Regions from separate parts of the Hordeum vulgare genome. Here region 1 is linked to region 2. The links are chromatin contacts, called in public Hi-C maps. All regions are on one chromosome and are shown on one strand. The core of a region is the stretch at or near the end of the contact, and the rest is flanking DNA. Distances in the headings are between cores, read along the strand shown. Region 1 holds the start of LOC123410396 (NEP1-interacting protein-like 1). Region 2 holds the start of LOC123407722.

Region 1 (3,974 bases), core at 707-3,206, 240 kb before region 2:
GCAGTCCTAGTGCTTCATGGTGCACTTATATCTAAAGATTGCCACCCAAACAAAAAAATGATGTGGTGGCATATTAAAGGAAATATAGTTTTACTCTATCTTAATCTAGATTTAGATTTTTTTACAGGAAGCAAGACAACCTAGCTTCTCTCACAAAACACATTTCTGTGTGAAAAAGCTTTTGATTTATTCATCACTATTATGGTACTAAACATCAAAAGTGAAGAAAACGCATTCAGGTCCGTAGACCACCTAGCAACAATTAACAGCACAGAAGCGAGTCAAATATAACCCATTGTGTAAGTTTGATCTAAATATTCCCTCTATTTGAAAATATAATCCCTTGTAGAGATTTCTACACGGACTATGTACGGACATATATAGGGACGTGGATTTTTGGCTCTGGGGAGCATATGCTCCGTAATAAACAGTAAAATTAAAATAAATAGTGAATAAGTTTTAAAAATTCTGCATTTTTTTTGTAAATGTTCATATTAGTGTGGCAAGTGTGCTTGCCAATTTTCATGCCATATGATATAGCAGTGCTTCGTTGGTGAAAAAAATAAAATTAAATGTAACATTTGGAGGTAACATTTCATGTTCGATTTGCTCATTTTGCACAGACCAAAACACTTAAGTTTTTCACCTGTAAATTTGCATGTGCCTTTTGAGTGTTACAACAAACACATATATTTTTTTTTCTTTTAAATAACATTTGTAAAATACATTTTTAACACGCAGGAGCATATGCTTCCTGGAGCCAAATTGAATATCCGCATATATAGACATATATTAAAATGTCGATTCACTTATTTTGTTTCGTAATCCGTATTGAAATCTTTAGAAGGACTATATTGTACTCCCTCCGTCACGGTTTAGAAGGCACAGTTAGACTTGTGTGCGTTTCCTAAATAGACAAAGATTAAGGCACGTTACATTTACTCCTAGTAGCTAATTAGTGCTCTGTTGTACTACTTTTATATGCATGCGTAGTGTGAATTTTATTTTTTAACTCATTTCACAGCTAATCAATAACCACCTAGGTCTTAAAGAATTTGCATGCACGTCTTCTAAACCGTGACGAAGGAAGTATTTAGGTTAAGATATTTATTGTATATATGACATAGGTTAAGATATGATGCATTGGAAATGCCTAATACTACTAACAAATCGTGACACAAACACATGATAAAACGTTTTTTATGACAAATTTGGTGACATGAGGATGACAATTTTAGTTGTCGATAATATTTTGTTCATGGGCAAGTTTCAGTTTTCATTTTCTTTTTTATGGTAACTTTAGTTTTGAAAATCACTAGTGCGAGAATACTTCCTGTCACACGTGTGACATTTATCATCTGATTACTAACAAAGCACGTTTTATTTTCCAAGATGACTCCGCGCGTTCGGTGAGAGAGAAAAGCAAACACATATTTCTCCCCCTCTCTCTTGGTCCGTAACACGTACGGCTGCACCCGTCACGCAGTCATGGAGTGAGGAGAAGTTTCGGAGTTGGCTTGGAAGCAGCTGTTGCGTTGAGTAGTGCCCGAAGAGGGAAGCTTAGCCGTTAAGAGATGGAGCGGGTGAAGGCGGGGGCAACTGGCACGTTGCCATCACCGGCGTGCCGGATGGGCTCGGTCCGTTAGCATTTATGAATGATTGCCTTGTTTCCCGCCTCTCTATTTTCTCTTTCCCCTGGACTCTCTCCGCCACGTAGGCTGCTACGCCGAGCTAGTTCGTGCGCCACGTGGGATATCTGACACGTGTGATTGGCCTAGGTTGTCTGCATAATGAAAAATCAGTGGTCGCGGACGGTGAGCTGGCAAGCCATGTGCACGCAACATGTCCTCCCTCCAGTTAGCTGGCTAATCCATTTTTCGGCCAGCCACGAGTCTTGGGCTAATTAATCAGCGCGTACGAGTAGTACCACTAGTATATAATAAGAGCTGCCCCCCTCCTACATCATCTACAAAATCTTTGATCTCACCAACATAAGCCTTCCTCGTTCTTTCATTCAGCTCTACACCTCTGATCATCCAGCGGCGGCAATATATTCACCTCATCTGATTCTGATTCAATTTGTTGTCCGACACCCGATCGATCCGCAGGGCGCAGCGAGAAGGTAATCCGGCGGCGGCAACCATGGAGGCAGCGATGGCTCGCGGCGACACAGCAACATTCTTCTCGGGCCAGGAGGAATTCTTGTGGGGCCAGGACCAGGAGGACGCGGCCGAGGGGCGCATATCCAGCCTGCCGGCTCGGGTGGCCGGCTCGATCGTCCGCGGCGTGATCACCTTCATCTTCGCCACAGGTCAGTTGCATACATGCATGCATGTTTCTTCTTCCTTTCATTTCACGGTGCACATGCATGGCGGCATCCACATCGTGCGACTGTTCCTGATCGACTTGTGTTGTTGTTGCTGCTGCAGTGGGCACGATTCTGGGAGCCATCACGGGTGGGATGATTGGGCTGGCGACGGAGAGCGGCCTCGTTCGCGGCGCGGGCATCGGTGCCATCTCCGGCGCCGTGGTGGCCATGGAGGTTGTCGACAGGTCCATGGCCATGTGGCGCTCCGACGAGTCCGCCATCTGGAGCGTCCTATACGTGGTACGTGATACAAACCTGACCAACTAACAAACTACACACCTGACTGACTTACTGGAGCAATTGGTTACTGATGATGATTAATTGGTTTCAGCTTGACGTGATCTGGAGCCTCCTGACGGGCCGTCTGGTGCGTGAAAAGGTGGACCCGGCAGTGCAGAACGCCGTCGACAGCCAGATGAACGCCGCGGGCGACGGATTCAGCGACGGACCGCCGACGCTCTCCGAGATGTTTGACATGGGATCCGCCTCCTTCAAAGGCATGGCTGCAGACGCCATCGCAGAGCTCCCCGCGACGACCATCACCGAGCAGCAGGCCGCCGTGCAGAACGGCGGCTGCTCCGTGTGCCTCCAGGAGTTCGAGGCCGGCGAGGCGGCGCGGAGCCTGCCGGAGTGCCGCCACACGTTCCACCTGTCGTGCATAGACGGGTGGCTGTGCCGGCATGCGTCGTGCCCGCTGTGCCGCCGCGCCGTCTAGGCTTGGCGTGTCCGGCTCCTTAGGATCCATGTCAATGTGTGCATAGCCAGCGTATACACACACGTGTTACGTGCGTGTGTGGCGCTAGCACGTATACGGCACGCGCACGCACATACGGAAAGTTCGTTAATCTCTTGTAGTTAGCTAGCTGGGTTGAGACTGACATTACATGATATGTATGCCGACAAGTACGTTCTTTCGTGACTTGGTTCGTTGCCTTCATAAGGCTGGTTGTGAACGTGTGTACAGAAAATCATCAGCGTTCAGATTATTATCCTTTTTCTCATTTCTCGTTGCTTCTTCTCAAGTCGTACGTATATCTCGTGGGATCCGCTTCGGTAGAAACATAGAAGGACACAATGATCATACGAAAAGAAACTTATACCCATCAGTATTATATCTATCTATACCTACCTAATAATAATAATAATAATAATAATAATAATAATAATAATAATAATAATCTTTACCTAATAATAAAAAAGCTATCGCTTCCGTTGGAAAACCCACCGAGGTGATATTACAAAAAAGCCCTTACTGTTTATGACATTAAACTCGTAGTATATATTAAATATATTTTTAAATACTCATATCTTTTAAACCGTAACTTCAAATTTAACATATTATACATGGAATTTGATTAGAAAAATATATAGAATTTAAATATGATATTATTTTATCTGTTAAACGTTTAATAAAAATACTATCTAGGGTGCAATCTTAATAAATAAGTCATTATTCGTCTTTCTTTCATACCGGTACTCATCCGGGTTGGGGATGAACACGTCAACAAAATCAGGATTAGAGATGAAACTGAAGGTCACTTGACTGATTCTTTGTATGTATTAAATCTACATGCAAGCCGTGTTAAAATAGAAGATCTGGGAAATT
Region 2 (3,797 bases), core at 23-2,522:
TGCCATAATCATATTTTTGAAATGTGTCAACATTTTTTAACTGCAACATACTCCCTCCTTCCTAAAATTCTTGTCTTTCATTTGTGTAGATATAAATGTATGTAGTCACGTTTTAGTATTTTGATACATCCATTTTCAGATAAACCTAAGACAAGAATTTTGCGACGGAGGGAGTACATTTTATTGAATGATATAAAACATCTTTTAAACTCACAAGTCCAAAAAAACTAAATTGTATATTTGTTTTGAGAAAAATATCATAAGTATTGTTTTGAAACATGGGAACATCTTTTAAATGGCGCTAACATTACATTTGAGTGGTAGATCATTTTTCTACGCATGGCAATCGGGCCGGGTTAGGCCCGGGCCTGGGGTTTCTACTTTGGGCAAGCTCGGCCTGGTCCGATGAATGGCCAGGTATAGGTTAGAGGAATAATATATGACATGCGTGTTACATAAAGCATGTAATTAGATTTGCATGTAAAAGGAGTTTCTAATGATATATTCCCTACGTCTTATATTGTAAGAGTGTTTTTTACACTATACCAGTGTAAAAGATACTCTTATATTATGAAAGGGAGGAAATAATTTCGATATCGTACATCTCATGCATTGTTAATTTTGTCAATGGTCAAAGGCAACCTCAAAAATCGTATTAGGCCCTATATATGTGAATGGAGTAACATTTTCCAAATATATATTTTTGAATACATGGTCAATATTCTTCTACACATATTTTAAATTTTTCTTATTATTGATTAATATATTTTTAATAGATGGTAAATTTTTTCGTTTACACATTCATATATTTCAAATGTTTTTCAGATAATTTTAACATTTTTTAAATGCTTGATTATATTTTTTAAATACATGATCAATTTTTTACATACACATTAGATTTTTGTATACATAAGAAATATTTTCTCTACACATATTTAACACTTTTTAATTATTTGATTAACATAGTTTCATATGTTTTTACGTAATTTTTTTTAAATATTTGTCTTATAGTATTTGAGAGTATAAAAAAATATGAAATAAATAGATCAGCCATCTTATTATAAAATAAAGTAAATAGTACGCACACTCATGCGTATTTCGAAAAATAAATAAAAATAAAGTAGAAAATAAAAATAGAAAACGTGAAAGGAAAACAAAGAAACAAGGCTGTGGCCTCCCGTGCGCCTGGGCCGGCTCATCTCGTGCCTCCCTTCATGCGAGGTTTCCTCTGTCTCATTTTTGGTCGCTACAGCCGAACCAAGCCCAATAGTTTCTCTTGTCCCGACTCCCGAGTCCATCGCCTGAGCCGCAGAACCCGAACCATTTTTCACTCTCTGAAGTCTAAACCCTACGTCCTCCTCCGCCTACCACCCTTCACCCTTCGCCGCCGCATCCAGCCATGGGTAGCAGGCTGGGCCGCCGCGTGCTCCACTTCGCCAACCTCCCCATCAAGCTCATGCTCCCCCCGTCCCCCCTATCCTCCGTCCAGGAGTTCGCTGTCAGGACCGTCCCTTCCGCCTCCAAGGTCGACATCCGCCGCTGTCTCGAGTCCATGTACGGCTTCTCCGTCGCCGAAGTCCGCACCCTCAACATGGATGGCAAGAAGATCCGCCGGGGATCCTTCCTCGCCGCCAAGCCAGACTACAAGAAGGCCTACGTCACTCTTCAGGCCCCGCTCTCCGTTTCCCCCGACATCTTCCCCATCGGCGCGATCCTCGGGCAGAGGGAGCGGATGGCCAGCGCAGCCGCGGCGAGGAGGAAGGTTGTGGAAGGGGCAGAGGTTGAGGGGGAGAGGGAGGGGAAGGGGAAACATTGGATGGAGGACGAGAGGGAGGGCTTCTCCAGGGCCGGATGCGGCAAGGTCGTGTATGGGAACCCTGGGAGGCTGGGGAATAAGAGGAGGGGACGTCGTGCCAGGCCGAATGAACAAGCTGACGAAAAGGGGGCAAACTTCCCGTGGAACGGGATGCGGCTGGCTACCGAGAAACCTGCTAGGTGAGGGCTCTGGATCTCTCTATATTTCTTGATCAAGTCATTATGCACAGCTCGTTTCATTAAGACAATGTCATTCTTTCTGTCAATGCGAAAGAGGAGAATTTCTATGCTTTTCTACCGTCAGAGAACAATTCTGGCCTTCATTAGTCTAGAGGAAATCAAGATGGTAATGGTAGAGGCAGTGCCAAATACCTGTGCACTTACTTCCTTACTATGTTGCCATCATATTGAGTTATGCACTCGGATGAGCTTTTCTGATTCATACCGTTGACTAGTTACACACTACTCAAACTTCCGCAGCTTCTTCGATGATTTTGCTCTATGGCTTAATGGAATTATGAACAATCTAGCAGTACTTGGTGATGAACTGCAGGAAGAAGCCTCAGAGAAATTTCTCTGGGCTGTCTCGCCGCACTACTCGCATGTCGCTCTCTACACAGACCCCAATCGACCACTCTATGTTCTCCATCGAGGAGCTAAGGAGATGGTTCAACGCGGCAGAGGTACAACATAGGCTGGATGGATCTAGCCAGGGCGGTAACCGCCTACTGCTAGCTGAGGAGCAGTGGGCTGTGCGACAATAGAGGTCTAAAAAGCACGGACACGGGGATGGAAAGGCAGGGGTACACATACGGGGATACGGAACACATCATTTTCCAAAAACAGCCATTTGGGGATATGGTCGGTATATATAAAATAAAATAAATATATGCCATTTAATATAGAGTTAATACAGAAAATTAAAGAGAAAGAGAGTAGAATAGAGAATACTGCCCCATTCGTTGTCTCTTTTGTCAAGTGCTTGATTGATCCTTGTCCCCCATGTCATTGCAAGTTGCGTCTTGCAGAACACATCAAACAGTAAAGAAGATTAGAAGAGTAGAACACATAACCGGAGGACTATACAATCACATGAAAACAGGAAAGATGTTTGCTTTGCTTACCCAATTTGCAATGCCATTTGAGCTCCTAATTGCAGAATGGTTTAACAATCTCAACACCGTATTGCAAATACAAACAATAACAAATTGACAAGCTCACATAGACATAGTCTAGCAGTCCCCACTAAGAACATGACAAATAGGAGCATAACAAGGTTCAGATGGGCAGATGGCCGCAGAGTCTCAAACAGTTCAAATGGGAAATAGGCAGTTCATAAGTACATTACATAACATTAAAACATAAATGGAGAGAATGACTGATGATCTCATTCTCTCATGGAGTGAATGGCAGTAGACTCAAACTCAAGTGAGAGAATAAATGATTTCCTCCTCCAATTCTGGTCCATCAAGTGAAAGATCTGCAGATTCAAGCATGCCAACACCAGCAGAAGTCTCAACTCCATCTCCCCCAACATCCCACATTCGGCTTGGCCCAGTTTGATATGCTTGAGAATTCCTTGAAAGAAGGCGATGGTTGTTGTGTGTGTACACCAAATCAGCAGCTCGATCAGGTGTTAGCTTGTTTCTTGCAGCACTATGGATGAAACCATATGTGCTCCAATTCCTTCCACAGCAAGAGGAGGATGCAGGCTGCCCAAGTACCTTCCATGCTAAATTTTTCAATAGCTTTGTGCTGACTCCATGAGTGCGCAACCATTGTTTAGGTTCAAAATCAGCTCTATCTTCAATAGAATCTGGGTTTTCGTAGGCATTCATGAAAAGAGCAAAATCAGCAAATTCCTTCTTGATGGTTTTGAAATCCTCTTGACCTGGATAGAACTTTCAAAAGCACTTGTTTCTCATTTCCGTAACTTCATGGCCATCATTGGGGCTGATACGGCCAGGGACTTCATTAATCCA

What was found. A called contact is a pair of places that touch in the nucleus more often than the background predicts.
Region 1: a contact with region 2 is called in a Hi-C map of seedling, with 5 times the contacts expected there. The contact joins the promoter of LOC123410396 here to the promoter of LOC123407722 in region 2. A contact is called at or near these places in 1 of 6 Hi-C or Micro-C datasets (seedling) and 1 of 1 datasets of contacts at active chromatin or transcription factors (embryo).

The regions. Positions count from the first base shown.
Region 1 is chr7H:240,307,475-240,311,448 of MorexV3_pseudomolecules_assembly, reverse strand. It overlaps LOC123410396 (NEP1-interacting protein-like 1), which reads left to right and starts at 1,956. Exons shown (of 3, transcript XM_045103333.1): 1 at 1,956-2,311; 2 at 2,430-2,608; 3 at 2,700-3,369. The coding sequence starts at 2,143. The coding sequence ends at 3,083.
Region 2 is chr7H:240,071,381-240,075,177 of MorexV3_pseudomolecules_assembly, reverse strand. It overlaps LOC123407722, which reads left to right and starts at 1,272. Exons shown (of 2, transcript XM_045100917.1): 1 at 1,272-1,995. The coding sequence starts at 1,400. LOC123407723 (a long non-coding RNA gene) reads left to right here and starts at 2,505. Exons shown (of 2, transcript XR_006612664.1): 1 at 2,505-3,797.